Regions from separate parts of the Mus musculus genome. Here region 2 is linked to region 1. A link is a contact called in public Hi-C data. All regions are on one chromosome and are shown on one strand. The core of a region is the stretch at or near the end of the contact, and the rest is flanking DNA. Distances in the headings are between cores, read along the strand shown. Region 1 overlaps 2610035D17Rik (RIKEN cDNA 2610035D17 gene). Region 2 overlaps Slc39a11 (solute carrier family 39 (metal ion transporter), member 11).

Region 1 (3,797 bases), core at 367-2,866:
CACAGTGGGGGTGGGGTGGAGGAGGGGCTTCCATAAACACCAGGTTCTGGGCCCAGCACCACAGCTATTGAGCCCAAAGCTCAGAGGTGGGCGGAGCCAATCCCCTCCAACTGACTGAGATGACACCAAGTGGGGTCTAAGCTTCAAGGTTTTCCAAAGGCATCTACCACCACCCCCAACAGCCACCAATGTGTTCCCTGTATACCACAGTTCTTAGTGATGATGTCTGACACTCAGGATCCCCACATGGCCATCTAAAGCAGTGATGGGTACGTGAATCTTTTATCTAAAGATAGATCAAGAATTTTCTAGAGGATACTAAATTGTATTCTGGTCAGCCCAGCCACGGCAAAGGCTGTGGCCAAGTATTTTACCCTAGCTCTTTCAGTGGCTTTATCTTAGTTTTTCTTTCTTGATTTGTTATTTGATTGACTTATTGATTAATGATTGGTTTGTTCCGAGGATAAAACTTTGCACTGCACAGATCCTAGGCAAGTGTTTTACAACTGAGCTTAAACTCACAGCCATCCTTGATAGATAAGGGCAGCCACTCCTGCCCTTATTCTTGCTCATAAATATAACATTGTTTGAAAACTGCCTTTAACACCTCCGGTATGAGAGGAGGCATAGATATACTTAACAGTCTGAGACTTTACTAAGCACTGTCCAACCCCCGTGAGACAGGGAAGGGCAGGATTTTCAATACAGCAGAAAACTGGTAGATTTAGAGATGCATTTGTAATGATGCTACCTGGACACTAGAGGGCGCCATACCCCAAGAGTCTGGATGACCTGGCCCTGGCCCTGGCCCTGAATGGGCTCCACGTGTGGAAGTACAAAACTTAACAGGATAAAAGGTCCCAGATATCCTAGCTGCAAGCCTCAGGATGTAGACTCACATCCAGCTGCTGGAGTGACCAATCAGCAGGTTCCTGGAGGCCCGCAAAGAGGAGTCAGACATGTACCATATGCTCTACTTGCTCCTACGTATGCCAATCACCCACATAGCAAACATTTTCTTACACACATCTCTTTGCAACATTCCCAGACTCCCTTTGTCCATAGATGGGGACTCGGTGGACTCGGTGGCCAAGCATTTATCTCCCGCGTGCTTTAGGTCCCATCCCTGGCTCCACAGGGAGTCCACACTGACTTGCAAGCAGAATGCTGGGAGGCAGAGTTCCTGGATCAGGGAAGCCATAACCCTCTCCCACCCACCTAGGCAAGGCTGACGTCCCTGCCACCAGGCCAGTCCTGCAGAAATAACACAGCGGAGAAGTCACCATTTGCGCGTGGGTATGGGTGGGGGGCACATACTGAACGTTAGCACCCAAAGGCCCCTTCTTCGATATACTTAATAGTCTGAGACTTTTGGGGGGGGGGGGCTTTTCGAGACAGGGTCTCTCTGTATAGCCCTGGCTGTCCTGGAACTCACTTTGTAGACCAGGCTGGCCTCGAACTCAGAAATCCACCTGCCTCTGCCTCCCGAGTGCTGGGATTAAAGGTGTGCACCAGACTTTTCTAAAGCACTGTTCAACCCCAGTGAGAAAGGGAAGGGCCGGATTTTCAGTACAGCAGAAAACGGGTAGATTTAGAGATGCAATTGTGATGATGCTACCTGGACACTAGAGGGCGCCATACCCCAACAGTCTGGATGCCCTGGACTTAAATTTACTTTTTATTTCATAGAGTCTCTTGTCAAAAAACAACCTGCCCAAAATGACTCCCTAGCAGAGGGTGGCACCGTGTCAACCGCAAGAATAGGTCTGTCACAGCCCATGCAAGTCCCAATGAACAGAGACAAAATATAAAGAACCATGTGCTTTGCTCCAGAGAACATGCCATACAAAGACCAACCAAAGACCAACACTGCAGCCGTTCTGAGACTGACCAAGCAGAACTCGTGCTCAGAGCACTCATGCCGTGATCAACCAAGCATCGTGGTCCCAGCACTGAGCACCAGGTGGGACACTTCAGCCAGTCCTGGGGGACCTTTGTCTCCGGGCAAGGGCTCGGTCTCAGGAGCCACAGCAGGGGGACACTACAGCTGACCCTGAGGACTGGAAAGGCTGTAAAGAAGCCACAGGTAAGGGAGCAGGTACAGGTACAGGTACAGGGGACAGGGAGCTACTGCCAGGCCAGGCTGACTACCCAGCGTGGTGAGGAGGCCCGTGTCATGGCCCGCAGGGCTACTGTCTAGTTTTATTTGAACTCAGTAAAAAGAACACTTTCCAGCTAAGGAAACTGTTTGACTCTGTTGTGTTAACCTGCTCCTGTGAACAACACGGCTGTAAAACGGGACTTCTAATCTTGTTTTTAATGAGGACCCTAAAAGAGGAAAACGTGAACAGGGAGGGCCACATCCAAGAAGCACGGGCCCTGAATAATAACACCCCCTCTGGCACCCAGGACCCCTCCTTTAGATCGTAAGGCTTCTGGCCTCACTAGTCACAGCAATTGGTATCTAGAAGCCTCTTGCTGGCAGGGGACCTGACAACTGTCTTGAAGCCAACAGTGCCTGCAGGGCTGGGAGAGACAGGCGGCCACATGCAGGTGTCCCTCGATGTATGACCAACTTACAGCCTCTGAACACAATGGAAACCAAACATCAAAAAGCTACTTAATTCAGCCAGCTGGCCACACACCCCCAACTTAGGGGTGCAGAGCACAGCAGGCTGGGGGTTGTAGCTGGCTGCCCTTGCCCTGGGGTCACGGAGGCCACTGAGGATGGGGTCACATGACAGCCAAGCCAGGGAAGTACCCAGATTCCAATCAGAAGGCAGGCTTTGCACGGAGAGCATTTCGCTCACAGGACAGTAAGGTCAACAGCTCCAGAACAGTGCTGGGGACAGAATGCAGCAAAGGAGAGCCTGCAGAGCACGCATGAGGTCTGGGGTAAAGATGGGTGTGTGTGTGTGTGTGTGTGTGTGTGTGCGTGCGCGCGCGCACGTTGTGGCTTTGTTTTCTTGCTTTAATGGACATTTAAGCAAAGGAAAGTTGGAGCCTAGATGACCAATGAATGTTCTGGGTGTTCAATGAAGTAAGGAGTGTGGAATCAAACACAGGGCCAGCTCCCCTGGTGACCAGCCCATCTCTCTCACCTCCAGCTTTGACAGACACCGCCTATCCCGAGTTGTTCACAAAGAGGGCTGAGTAAACCGGAAACCCCAAGAAGAGGACGAGAGGAACCGGCAGGAGAAAGGACCTGCCTGTGGATGAGCAAAGGGCTGACAGGCAGTGCTGAGCGGCTGGAAGAGGGAAGAGAAGATGATCTTGGAGCGAGGTCCCCAAGCTCAGACACAGAGGATTGCTTAGAAAAAAAAAAAATGACAGCTTTTGTCTGGGTTTGAGGTGGCAGGCTCAGAAGATAAGAAGGAGGCCTGTGCCCAACTCCATGGGCTTCCCTCGAGTCTCGCTTGGGCACTGCTGAACACGCCTGGCTGAGCGGACCGTTCTCCCTCTCCACCAACCTCATGGGGTCTCAGGGAACTGCCTAAGGAGTTACCTAGCAATGCAGGACAGGATGGGAGTTAGCTCTGTGTTCCTGTTATTTACATTTTAAAAAGGTAATGCACACACACACACACACACACACACACACACAGCTTCTCATTCCACCCTGTTAGAACAAACCAAAACCAAAAAGATTAATCATTAAAACTTTAGAAACCTAGTACCTAGGCACCGGGGTAGCCCGAGGAAATAGCGGCTTGTTCTCAAGGAGATGGGGCAGAAAACCTGCCTCTGTATCAAAATGGGAACCTGCAGAATGAGCCCTGTGTCTCTGTCACAGCGAT
Region 2 (3,797 bases), core at 459-2,958, 160 kb after region 1:
TGGGAAAATACAGTGGCTTTATGCTTTTGCCCCTATAACACATATCTTGTCATCACTCAGCTGGGGATTCCAGGGAGTGGTCGTGACCAAAGTCCATCCTGACCCGTATTGTATTTTAAAGCTTGCTGCAGTTCTGGCTCAGAATCGTGGCACTGGCTTCCCTCTTGGGTACCACAGAAGGAGCGGCCATGCCGCCGTTAGTAACTGTAGGCATCCTCCCCGATCCAGTGTCTCAACTGTCAGTGAAGCTTCTACAGAAAGAAGTTGCACACGTCCCCAGCCCTCTATGGACTAGTGAGGGTCACGGTCACAAGCTCTAGCTGGGTGTCTATGTGGCACCATGGTCCACATGACAAGAAAGGAAAAGCTTTACATGAATTCTGACCTATCTTGTGCACCCCCAACACATGCCCTGCCTCATAAAACTGTCTCAAAATGAACCTGTGTCTTTTCTGCCTTTCTGAGAGTCATCGCTCTCCTACACTGGCCCTGCAGGGACAAAATCATTGTTTTGTCTAATATTACACAATCCGACTGATTCAAACCTGGCGTTTAATCTTCCACGCTAATGTGCCTCTTGATCCTCCCCACTAACATGTGAGGCAGGACTGTCTTCTGTCCGCAGGTGCCTCTCAACTTGCCTTGTTCACCTACTGACAGCAGGTCACCTCACAGTGGGATGAGTGTAACCCGCCCCGCAGCATGCTGAGCTCCAGTGTGTCACTCTATAGCACCAGGGTAACTAGACCCTTTCACAAGAACCTGCCACCTGCTGCCTCTCTGCCTGTGGATACTGCAGCCAGCTTTTGTTTTGTTAAACCCGGCATTCATTTCTTCTTCCCAGAGAAAACCCTGTGCTTCCAAGGAGGTCCCTCAGACTCGGGAGGGCCCTGTGTCCTTCTGTTCCGCTGTGTTGGGAACTAAAATCGGGTGAGACGTGGTCCTTGTCATGAAGGTTCTCCTGATGGGATGTGGCTCTCGAGTTGGATGGAAAGGGATGTGTAGGAGCTGACTAGGGGAGGAGAAGGGCTCTTCAAAGAGCTGCCACTCAGAGATGAGCATCATCAGAAGGTATGGCTTCTCGATTGAAGGGGAGAAGCTCAGTTGGACCACACACAGCCTGGGGCTGGAACAGAGTGTCAGGAGGACGGTGCAGCGGGCTGAATGGGTGGTCTCCTCTCCACATTCACACCCTGGAATTCTAAGCCCCACCGTGAAGCTATCAAGAGGTGGGTCTAAGGGGTGATTTGATTGGAGCATGGGGCTCTCAGGAATGAGTTTAGCACCTTCCTAAAAGTGGCCTAAGGGAACCCAACAGTCCCTCCCGTCCTGTGAAGACACAGCAAAAATGTCAGGCATGAACCAGACATTGAATCTGCTGCCTCCCGTGTCTTGGTCACCTGGGCCTCCGGAGCCGCGAGGAGTCGTGTCTGTTTTTCCTGAGGCGTGGAATGTAATGGTGTTTGCTATAATATGCTAAGTGGATGAAGACAGCCAAGGAGGGAGCACAGTCAGGGCTGTGTGGGAAGGCCTTCTACTAAGCCAGCCCAGGCTGCCTCTCCCCATGTCACTGGCCAGGTCCTTCCTGCGGTGTGCCAAGTTCAAGAGCTGACTACTTCCCCCAGGGAAGCATTCGGGGGCTCTTAGCAACGCGTCCCAACCACAGACCTCTTCTCCACTCCTTTACTTCCTTTATTAAGTACTTCCTGCTTCCCCTGAGACCAGCGTTGGTTTCCTAAGCTGGAAGAGGGGAGGAGTGATTTATTACCCTTCTCTCCTGCTCCTCCTGCCAATCAACAGCCAAGTTCTGCCTACTCTCTGTTGCCTCTGCCCTATCAGATAACTCATGTTATGGATCCAATGCCAAATGCCTCTCTCAGGCTCCTGTGCTCTCACATATGAACACGCCCACCCCCACCCCACCCCCCATCCCCAGCTCAGGGAGCTGATTTGGGAGGCTTTGAAATCTTTAGGAGGTAGAATTTCACTGGAGGAAGTGGGTCACTGGTGGAGGGTGGGGACGGGACTTTGGGGTTTATAGTCCAGCCTCACTTCCTGTCTTGTCTGTCTTGTCTCTGCTTCCTGATCTGTCCAGATGTGAGCAAGCAGCCCCGTGCTCACCCTCGCCCCCTTCCCTGCCCTGCCCTTTAAAGCTGAGAGCTGGTTAAACTTTCAAGTCGCTGCTTGTCAGGTACTTGGCTGTGTGCATCCTAGTAACATCGGCATATGGGAGACTGGGTCCCGCTTCAGCCGTTCTGCCTCCCTTTCCCGGGAATGGAGTTTTAGCGGGACAAGGACTGTTAAAGAAAAGCTCCCACCCTGCCTCCCTTGCAGCTAGAATGAAGCCCTTAGACTCACGGGCCACAAACACTCTTCTGTCTTACAAAAGCCACTATGTGTCACAGGACCATTTAACATGCACCCCAAGAAACACAAGTTCCTGAGTTAGAGAAATGGCTCAGACAACAAAGCACATGGATCCAATCCCTCGGAACCCACGCTTTAAAAGTCTAGATGCAGTAGAACATATCTATAACCCCAGTATTTGGGAGGAGATGCCCAGAAGATCCCTAGAGCTAGCCAATCAGCAAGCTCCAGGCTCCCGAGAGTCTGCTCCAAACAAGATGGACCACCAGCAGCCGAAGAGTGACAGCCAAGGTCCCCACGGCCAACATGTACCTCCACCCTCACACACACACTTATGCATATATACCACCCCTATAAGCACATGGACATGAGCAGGGACCATGGGGTATAATCTTGTAGATGGAAAAATAGGAGGCAGGGGCTGGGAGCCAGAATCTGATGGAAGCGTCACCCTACCCTATGCATAAGCATATGGAGAGCCTCAACAAAGACTGGGAATGCATCAGAAGAGCCCATGGAACGTTCTATTCTTAGCTAACACTGTAACTGCAGATGCCTTCGATCCTGGCACTTCCATGCAATCGCCCCACAGCCCATGCCAATGGAATTTTACATTTATCTTCTTATCTTACTGTAAATATAATCCGATTTCCAAGGCAAATGTGCTATATGCCCTCCTACACATGTCTTATTTTAGACCTCACATCCTGTCTTTCCATCAAGATAGAGAAGCTGCTCTAGATACCAGGATGAGGCCCCTCAACATGCCCCCCAACGTTCAACTGCTTCCAAGCGGTAGAAAATTCAGGATGGGATCTGAGGTGCTTTGCATGACTAGAAGGCACCCAGGACATTCCTCGATGGCCAGGAGTTTACACAGTGATTTCTACATCTGTCACGGACCCCTTCTTCCCACAAAGGGAGGAGATGAGATACGTATCCAGATGGGAGGTGAAGATGCTAGGGAAAGTGACCTGCGGGTGTATGACAGGGGTCCCCGGGGTAGCTTCTAAGCAGAGAGGTTCAGCGAGTCTGCCTGCATCAACTTACTGGGACAAACATACCTCAAGAGGTTCTGAAGGGTTTTGCTATTATCATTTATGATTTGCCCTCCCTCCCTCTTTCCCTCCCTTCCCTCCTCCCTCCCTCCTCCCTTCTCTCCATTTTGGTGTACCTAAATGTTGTAAATATATGTACTTGTTTGAGTTTGTATGTGTGTGTGTGTATATATGTATATATACACACACACATACATACACACATACACACACACATACACATATATGTGTGAGTATGTGCACACGCACATGGAGGTCAGAGGTTGCTACCAACTATCTTCTCAACTTACTCTCCCTCTTGCGTTTTGAAGAAGGGTCTGGAATTAAACTTAGAACACACTAATTCACCGGCCGGCCAGGGAGCTTCTGGCA

Evidence for each region. A called contact is a pair of places that touch in the nucleus more often than the background predicts.
Region 2: a Hi-C map of CD8 T cells shows a contact between it and region 1, with 2.9 times the contacts expected there. The contact joins two enhancer-like sites. A contact is called at or near these places in 1 of 39 promoter capture datasets (embryonic stem cells), 1 of 15 datasets of contacts at CTCF or cohesin (CD8 T cells), 17 of 484 Hi-C or Micro-C datasets (CD4 T cells, CD8 T cells, the N1E-115 cell line and 4 more) and 1 of 115 datasets of contacts at active chromatin or transcription factors (memory CD8 T cells).

The regions. Positions count from the first base shown.
Region 1 is chr11:113,174,730-113,178,526 of GRCm38.p6, forward strand. All of the region lies in intron 1 of 2610035D17Rik (RIKEN cDNA 2610035D17 gene), which reads right to left. Among named protein-coding and RNA genes, the nearest start is that of 2610035D17Rik, 25 kb to the right of the region's middle. Within about 2 kb of position 1,617, at least 8 of the 459 cell types and tissues checked have an H3K27ac peak or open chromatin away from gene starts, as enhancers often do. A contact at or near this core is called in CD8 T cells and regulatory T cells, where this site is marked.
Region 2 is chr11:113,332,998-113,336,794 of GRCm38.p6, forward strand. All of the region lies in intron 6 of Slc39a11 (solute carrier family 39 (metal ion transporter), member 11), which reads right to left. Among named protein-coding and RNA genes, the nearest start is that of Gm51926, 5.8 kb to the right of the region's middle. Within about 2 kb of position 1,709, at least 45 of the 459 cell types and tissues checked have an H3K27ac peak or open chromatin away from gene starts, as enhancers often do. A contact at or near this core is called in CD8 T cells and regulatory T cells, where this site is marked.